Linked DNA regions of Sus scrofa: region 2 is linked to region 1. The links are chromatin contacts, called in public HiChIP or PLAC-seq maps. All regions are on one chromosome and are shown on one strand. The core of a region is the stretch at or near the end of the contact, and the rest is flanking DNA. Distances in the headings are between cores, read along the strand shown.

Region 1 (3,747 bases), core at 775-3,274:
CTAGGAACCATGAGGTTGTGGGTTCTGTCCCTGGCCTCGCTCAGTGGGGTTAAGGACCTGGCATTGCCATGAGCTGTGGTGTAAGTTGCAGAAGCAGCTTGGATCTGGCGTTTCTGTGGCTGTGGTGTAGGTCAGCAGCTGTAGCTTTGATTTGGACCCCTAGCCTCGGAACTTCCATATGCTGTGGGTGTGGCCCTAAAAAGCAAAAAAAAAAAAGAATTATACTTTTAACAAAATGAATAATTGATTATTTTAAGAGTTCTCCTATGGTGCAGCAGGTTAAGGATCTGGCATTGTCACTGCAGCAGCTCGTGTTGCTGCTGTGGCACAGATCCATCCCTTGCCTAGGAACTTCCACGTGCCGTAGATGTGGCCAACAAAAGATTATCTCTAAGTGATTTTATTTTTAGTCTTAGATTGGATGTTAAGAAAGTAGGAGAGAAAGACTATCACATTGTTGAGTGTGATTTACAATAATTTCATGTTGATTTTAACCGAAAAGATACTTATTTTTTTCTAATGGATTGAAAGTACACTCTATGACATACTTGATTTATCTTGGAAAGAGTGATTTAAGACCCCTTTCCACCCTGAGATTTTATGACTTTATGAAATCAGTTAAATCTGTAATGTTTCTGTAATGCAGTGTAGAATGCAGATTTCACGCTCAGAGAGTAACAAGTTGTTTTTGATAACGTAATCATAGCAAACGATTTCCTGATTTTACAGATGAGCTTGAAACACTATGAAAAAACTGGAACTAGATCCCAAATTGTTTGATTTCCTAGTTGCCAGGATAGCCAAGAGGGTCATTGGTCACGACCGGCCCTCTGATGAGATTGAGTGCATCTTGCTCTCTGTGGACCGTGGGCTGAAAGATATGAGGATGGTAAAAGAGATAAATAATGTTCATGTGAGATATCTGATTAAATTATTCATCTTTCCCCCTTTTTTTCTGGAAGAAAATATTTTCCCATTAGTCTTTCAAAGAAATCTGTAATTTCTTATTTTGAAAGTTCTTTATTAATAGTGTTTGGAATTTCTTGTCTTCACTTCTGAAATCAAGTACTATAGAAATTGTAAAACTGCACAGGAATATTTGGTGTAGAATTCCATGTTGGATGTACAGAAAGAATTTTAGTAGAAATAGATTTGTGTAGACTCTTTCTCAGTTGTTTTGCCTTTAAACATACCAGAAATAATAATTATCTCAGTTTGGAATCTGGTCTTGTAGAAAAAGCTTTTAAAACAGGAAGAGGTTTTTTTTCTGGCATACATGACTGTTATTGAAAAAGTAAATTAAAGGATAAATGAAAATGACTCAGGGTTAATAAAAAAAAAACCTTGTAAATAAATATGTGGTACTTTTATACGATACCCAGTGACTAATAATTTTAAAAAGGACTTGTAAGTGAAAAGTAGATAGGATGACTCCACATACAGCTGGATATATATGTAGACAGAGGCTCAAGTCTGAATTTTAAGTGTCGTCTCGAAAGACAGGATCTTGCAGTTGAGTCTTATGTGAAGGAAAATGAAGCAATATCTTAGAGCCTCTTCTTTTCCTGTGTCGTAGAATGAAGAGAACATCTCAGGGATGACAAGCTTCCGTGAAGTTCTCGAGAAAATGCTGGTTATTGTGGTGCTCCCGGTCCGGAACAGCCTGAGGAGAGAGAACGAGCTCTTCTCCTCCCACCTGGTCTCCAACACCTGTGGGTTACTGGCCAGTATTGTCAGTGAGCTGACAGCATCAGCCCTGGGATCTGAGGTAATGGTATATTTTGATATTGGATAATGAGCACATGTTTAAACTCTCTGCATTCTTTCTTTTTTCATGTATTTTGGTTTTATAGAAACTAATTTTCATTAAGAAAATACCTTCAAGCTAGATGGGGTTTTTCTCCCCTTCCTTACACCTCTCCTCTGCTCTTGTTTCTTCTCTCTTACCAGTTCTTCCCAGGATGTTGCAGTAATACAAAATATTGCAGTAATGTAAAATACACATTTTCCCCTTCACTGCCCCATTGCACAACCCATCACCATGTCCCAATAGAAGCAAAGAGAGTTCTCATTGCTGGGTAATGAGTGGTAGAAGTAGGACGACTAATAATGAATATGTGGTATGGAAGAGGCAAAGAGGTTCAAACCTGAGCTCTGTCCACTTAATCAACCCTAGGGAAACACACATGTAAAATGGGAATAATAATTTTTATCTGATCTATATCACAGAGTTTTTTTAAATTATAGTAAATTAGGTAACAAAATATCATAATCATGTTTATGTGTACAGTTCAGTGGCATTAAGTACGTCCACATTGTTATGCAGCCATTCTCAGAAAGTTTTTAAAGGATCAAATATTAATATGTTTGACAAGGATAAAATGGGATCCTGCTGTATAGCACTGGGAACAATATCTAGTCACTTGTGATGGAACATGATGGAGGATAATGTGAGAAAAAGAATGTGTATATGTATGTGTGGCTGGGTCACTTTGCTGTAGAGTACAAATTACAGAACAGTGTAAACCAACTATAATGGAAAAAATAATCATTAATAAAAAAGAAAAAGACACGTACTCTATGTTAACACTTATCTGTGAAATCTAAAAAATAAATGTATCTAACAAAACAAAAACAAATATGTTTGATAAAACTACTTTGAAGCATTTTAAAATGCCTTTACATTTTTGTAACTATTTTTCACCATTTCACCGCCCTGCTCATTCAGTTTTATAATTTATCTAAATGTCTTGACTGAATTTGATGAATGTTTCTAATATTTTCTAATGTTTCTAATGTTTTTTCTCCTGGAAAAGTAGACAGTAGATTGGTTTTGAAAATCATGTTATATTGGAGTTCCCGTTGTGGCTCAGTGGTTAATGAATCCGACTAGGAACCATGAGGTTGCGGGTTCGATCCCTGGCCTTGCTCAGTGGCGTAAGGATCCAGCGTTGCCGTGAGCTGTGGTGTAGGTTGCAGACGCGGCTCGGATTCCGAGCTGCTGTGGCTGGTGGTGTAGGCCGGCGGCTACAGTTCCAATTAGACCCCTAGCCTGGGAACCTCCATATGCCACGGGGGCGGCCCAAGAAATGGCAAAAAGACCAAAAAAAAAGAAGAAGAAGAAGAAGGAAAATCATGTTATAATGTGAAATATATCATTCAAGTGAATGCTCAGTAACTAGCTTGTACTCATTGGCCTCTCAGGTCTCTTGTTTGTCAACGAATGTCTTTTCTCTGTTTACTTTTATAATTCCTGTTCTTTGCTTTTTCTTCCTTATTGATTTATTTCAGAATCTATTCTTAATCTGTTCAGTCTACACTCATTACCGATTTGTAGTGAAAGTTTAGCCTATAGTATTTCTAAATGATTACACGAAGCTGAGCAGCTTGTAGTGTCTTAAGCTCTGGCCTAGGAGGTGAAACCCTTGTCAGAACATTTAAATTTTTTTGTCACTTATTCATTCAGTCTATAAGATGTTTCCCTTCTGTACTAGATCCCAGAGGAAAAGATCTGTCCTGCAAAAGTTCCCGTCAGAAATTGACTATCTAGTTATTCCCTGTGAACTTAACTTTTCTAATGAAAAGGGATGCCCCAAATTACATATGCCTAATGTATAACCTTGGGAGTTTCTAAAGGTCCTTATTTAGATATCCATATATCTCTCTTCCTCAGAGAAGTTTATAATTCTTGCTAGAGTCATTAACTTTAATTTTTTCCTCTTGTAGGTCTTCCAAACATCTGGAGCC
Region 2 (3,419 bases), core at 233-2,732, 150 kb before region 1:
GTGGAAGATGAAAGACAGCTTCGCTCCTTGGGCGGCCCCACAGACACGGTAACCAGAAATCACTTGGCGCGGCCCTACAAGCCAAAATGGTCTATTCAATCTCCTTTTTCAGTCTTGCCATCTTCCTCTAATTCTCTTTTCCTATGCTCAAATAAGCGCAAGAGAAGAGCAACACACACCCACCACCTAAGCAGATTGTCAAGAACTGTGAAGAGTCTGAGACTTTCCCTTACTCGCAAACTAACAACTTAGCCTGCCAGTATCAAAGATGTGGTAGAAAATCAAGACTCCTGAATCAGAGAAGAAGAGTAGTTTATAAATCAAAGCAAGAGTGTAGCCACAGTATCATTAATTTTGTGCTGATTCCCCAAGCCCCAATTCCCCCAGGGAGTCATGAAGAGGGCCAGATGACACCTGGATATGAAATGAGTTGTAATTCAGGAGAGGAATGTCAAGTTTAGAGAAGCCACATCTCTTAAGACAAGTACCTGTTGAGGTTGACCTTTGCTCCATAAGGAGACATCTTCATGAGATGTGACAATAAGCATTCTTGCCTTTCTCTTGAGAAACACACTACCCCTAACTGCCAAAGCTGTTTGCTGTACAAACATCCTCAAAAAGATAGACCAGAACAAAGGGTCATCCATGCCTCACTTGTCAGACAAGCAGATATGTGAGAGACTCATGAAGAATGAGAAGAATTTCTATAAAAAGACTTTAAGAAATTGGAAAAAAAAAAAAAGAATTTCTTCCAGCAGAGATAGCTGTCTACCAGGAAACAAAATGCCAAATTGGGAGTTCCCATCATGACTCAGAAGTTAACAAACCTGACTAGCATCCATGAGGATGCAGATTCAATCCCTGGCGTTGTTCAGTGGGTTAAGGATCCGGCATTGCTGTGAGCTGTGGTGTAGGTTGCAGAAGCAGCTCGGATCCTGTGTTGCTGTGGCTGTGGCACAGGCTCTAATTCACCCCCTATTCTGGGAGCCTCCATAGGCCATGGGTGTGGCCCTAGAAAGACAAAAAAGAGACAAAAAATAATGCTACTCTCTTCTTCAAGCCAGTTATTCCCAATTTTTACAAGAGATTCTCTTGGTTCCTCTCCTCCCCACTGCTTCCTCCAGGCTCACAATTCCCAGTTGTCTTTTGTCTTTTATTATCTTGATTCTTTGTTGTTATTATCTTATTTTTGTTTTTAGGGCCACGCCTGTGGCATATGGAAGTTCTCAGGCTAGGGTTTGAACTGAAGCTGTAGCCGAGGCCTATGCCACAGCCCCAGCAACGCCAGATCCAACTGGCATCTGCGGCCTATGCCACAGCTTGCAGCAACGCCGGATCCTTAACCCACTGAGCTAAGCCAGGGATTCAATTGCATCCTCATGGACACTATGTCGAGTTTTTAATCCACTAAGCCACAACAGGAACTCTGACTCAGTCTTGTGTAGACTGGAAAAGGGTAGAAGGCACCAGTTATTTCAGATCCACTTCTGTGGCCTCTAAGCAATTTGAGCCCAATTCTTAGGCAATAAGAAAAGACTCCATTCTGTTAAAAATGGACTATATTACTCAATCAGTATTTGGAGGCTCAGTTTAGCTGTATGCTCAGTCAGTATCTCCTGGAAATAATGCAAGCTGGCAGAAGAAATCTGACAAAATTTCACAGCCGCACAAATTTCTATGTGACACAAAGATGTGTACTATTGGAACTTGGCAGCGGATGTTGTATGAAGAAGTCTTGCAACAATATTAGATGAAGAGGTTCTTTTGAGACTATACCAGATTCCACGTAATATTATGCAACCTACAAGGCCAAGAACACTTAGAAGTGGATTCAGCAAATGACTCATATTCTTTTTGTCAATGACATCTGAAATTTAACAGGCAAGTCGTAGATATTTGCAACTTTGCAACCATCTAGTTCTTTATTGCAACCAATAAAGGCTTAATATCAATAATATATGAGATTCCTCAGTATCACTGAGAAAATACTGGGCAATTGTTGTTGTCATGGAGATGCATTATTCAGACCTTCCTCCAAGAGAAACTGTGTCTAGAAGTGTGCTTGGCAGAAAGCTGCAACATCTTTGGATCCATGGCAATATTTATACCAAGCCAGGCTCCCCAGGTCAGCTCCCAGCCAGTGATTCTGCATGGCAGAGGCACTAGGGCTCGAAGATTCCCACCCAACCCAAGGCCCCTCCGACAGGCATTCGTTGCTCTGGGACTCCCCTTGGCCTGGCTGACACTCTCAGGGCTGCACTGCAATGAGGGACTTCTCCCTAGTCATCTTTCTGCCTTCTCTCCTTTCACAGGTGTCAGGGGCTTTCACTATCTATTCCTAAACACTTTCATCTTTTTAAAAAATATTCATATATTTTTAACTTCAAGATTTGAAGGTAACAAATAGGTATGATTGGGTCACTTTGCTTTTGACCCAACATTGTAAATCAGCTATACATTAATTAAAAAAAAAATGGAGTTCTGACTAGCATCCATGAGGACACAGGTTTGATCCCTGGCCTAGCTCAGTGGGTTAAGGATCCAACATTGAATTGATCTGTAGTGTAGGTCACACTTGCAGTTCAGATCTGGCATTGCTGTGGCTGTGGTATAGGCCAGAGGCCACAGCTCTGATTCGACCCCTAGCCTGGGAACCGCCATATGCCATGGTTATAGCCCTAAAATAAATAAATAAATAAAAATTTTAAATATAAAGAAATGTTTAAATATTTGAAGGTAACCACAATTTTTTTGTGGCCCTCACAACAATAAATCCAGAGCAAAAAAATGTAAATGTGACAGCTTTACATCTCAGCACAAATAAATCTTAAGTCAACTGCCAAAATGGATGCTGTTCTTAAAAGATAATGTAACAAATCAATGAGGCACTTCTCAAAGCGGTTGCAGGTAAACCATCACCTTTCCCACCGCAGCCTGGCAAATACTACACCCACTACAGCACAGACAGCCAAAGCAATAGCAACACAAGTTTCACTGCATGAAGGAGAACCAGAAAGAATCCTCCCTTCCCCCATCACAACCCACTAGCAGGTCATCCTTTTCCCATAAAGTTTGTCATGCAATTAATAACCAGTGTCTCTGAATAGGTCCCTCTTGGCCCTTGCTTCCTAGAAGCCGCAAACTAACAAAGAACTCCCTGCCAAAATAGCAAGAGTTTTAAACAGGTAATTCATTACAAAGGAAATGTTAAGTTAGTATACAAAGACACACATACACACACCTAACAAAAGTAGGAAAGACAGGGTGAAAAAAAATCTACTTCCAATATATGAAACTACAGACCTGCTGCAGAAAGAAAATGAAATTAAGATTCAGAAAAGAAGGACGTCCATCTTAAAAGCAAGGCTATTTATGTACCGAAAAAAAGAACTCTCAAGATCAGTGGTCTAAGCACTCAC

What was found. HiChIP or PLAC-seq counts read pairs in DNA pulled down with a chosen protein or histone mark.
Region 2: a contact with region 1 is called in an H3K27ac HiChIP or PLAC-seq map of alveolar macrophages. The contact joins two enhancer-like sites. A contact is called at or near these places in 1 of 47 Hi-C or Micro-C datasets (epiblast stem cells) and 1 of 2 datasets of contacts at active chromatin or transcription factors (alveolar macrophages).

The regions. Positions count from the first base shown.
Region 1 is chr11:49,303,343-49,307,089 of Sscrofa11.1, reverse strand. MYCBP2 (E3 ubiquitin-protein ligase MYCBP2) reads left to right here. Exons shown (of 85, transcript XM_021065752.1): 34 at 1,577-1,768. Among named protein-coding and RNA genes, the nearest start is that of MYCBP2, 130 kb to the left of the region's middle. Within about 2 kb of position 2,024, at least 2 of the 83 cell types and tissues checked have an H3K27ac peak or open chromatin away from gene starts, as enhancers often do. A contact at or near this core is called in alveolar macrophages, where this site is marked.
Region 2 is chr11:49,452,829-49,456,247 of Sscrofa11.1, reverse strand. All of the region lies in intron 1 of LOC110255832 (a long non-coding RNA gene), which reads right to left. Among named protein-coding and RNA genes, the nearest start is that of MYCBP2, 22 kb to the right of the region's middle. Within about 2 kb of position 1,482, at least 3 of the 83 cell types and tissues checked have an H3K27ac peak or open chromatin away from gene starts, as enhancers often do. A contact at or near this core is called in alveolar macrophages, where this site is marked.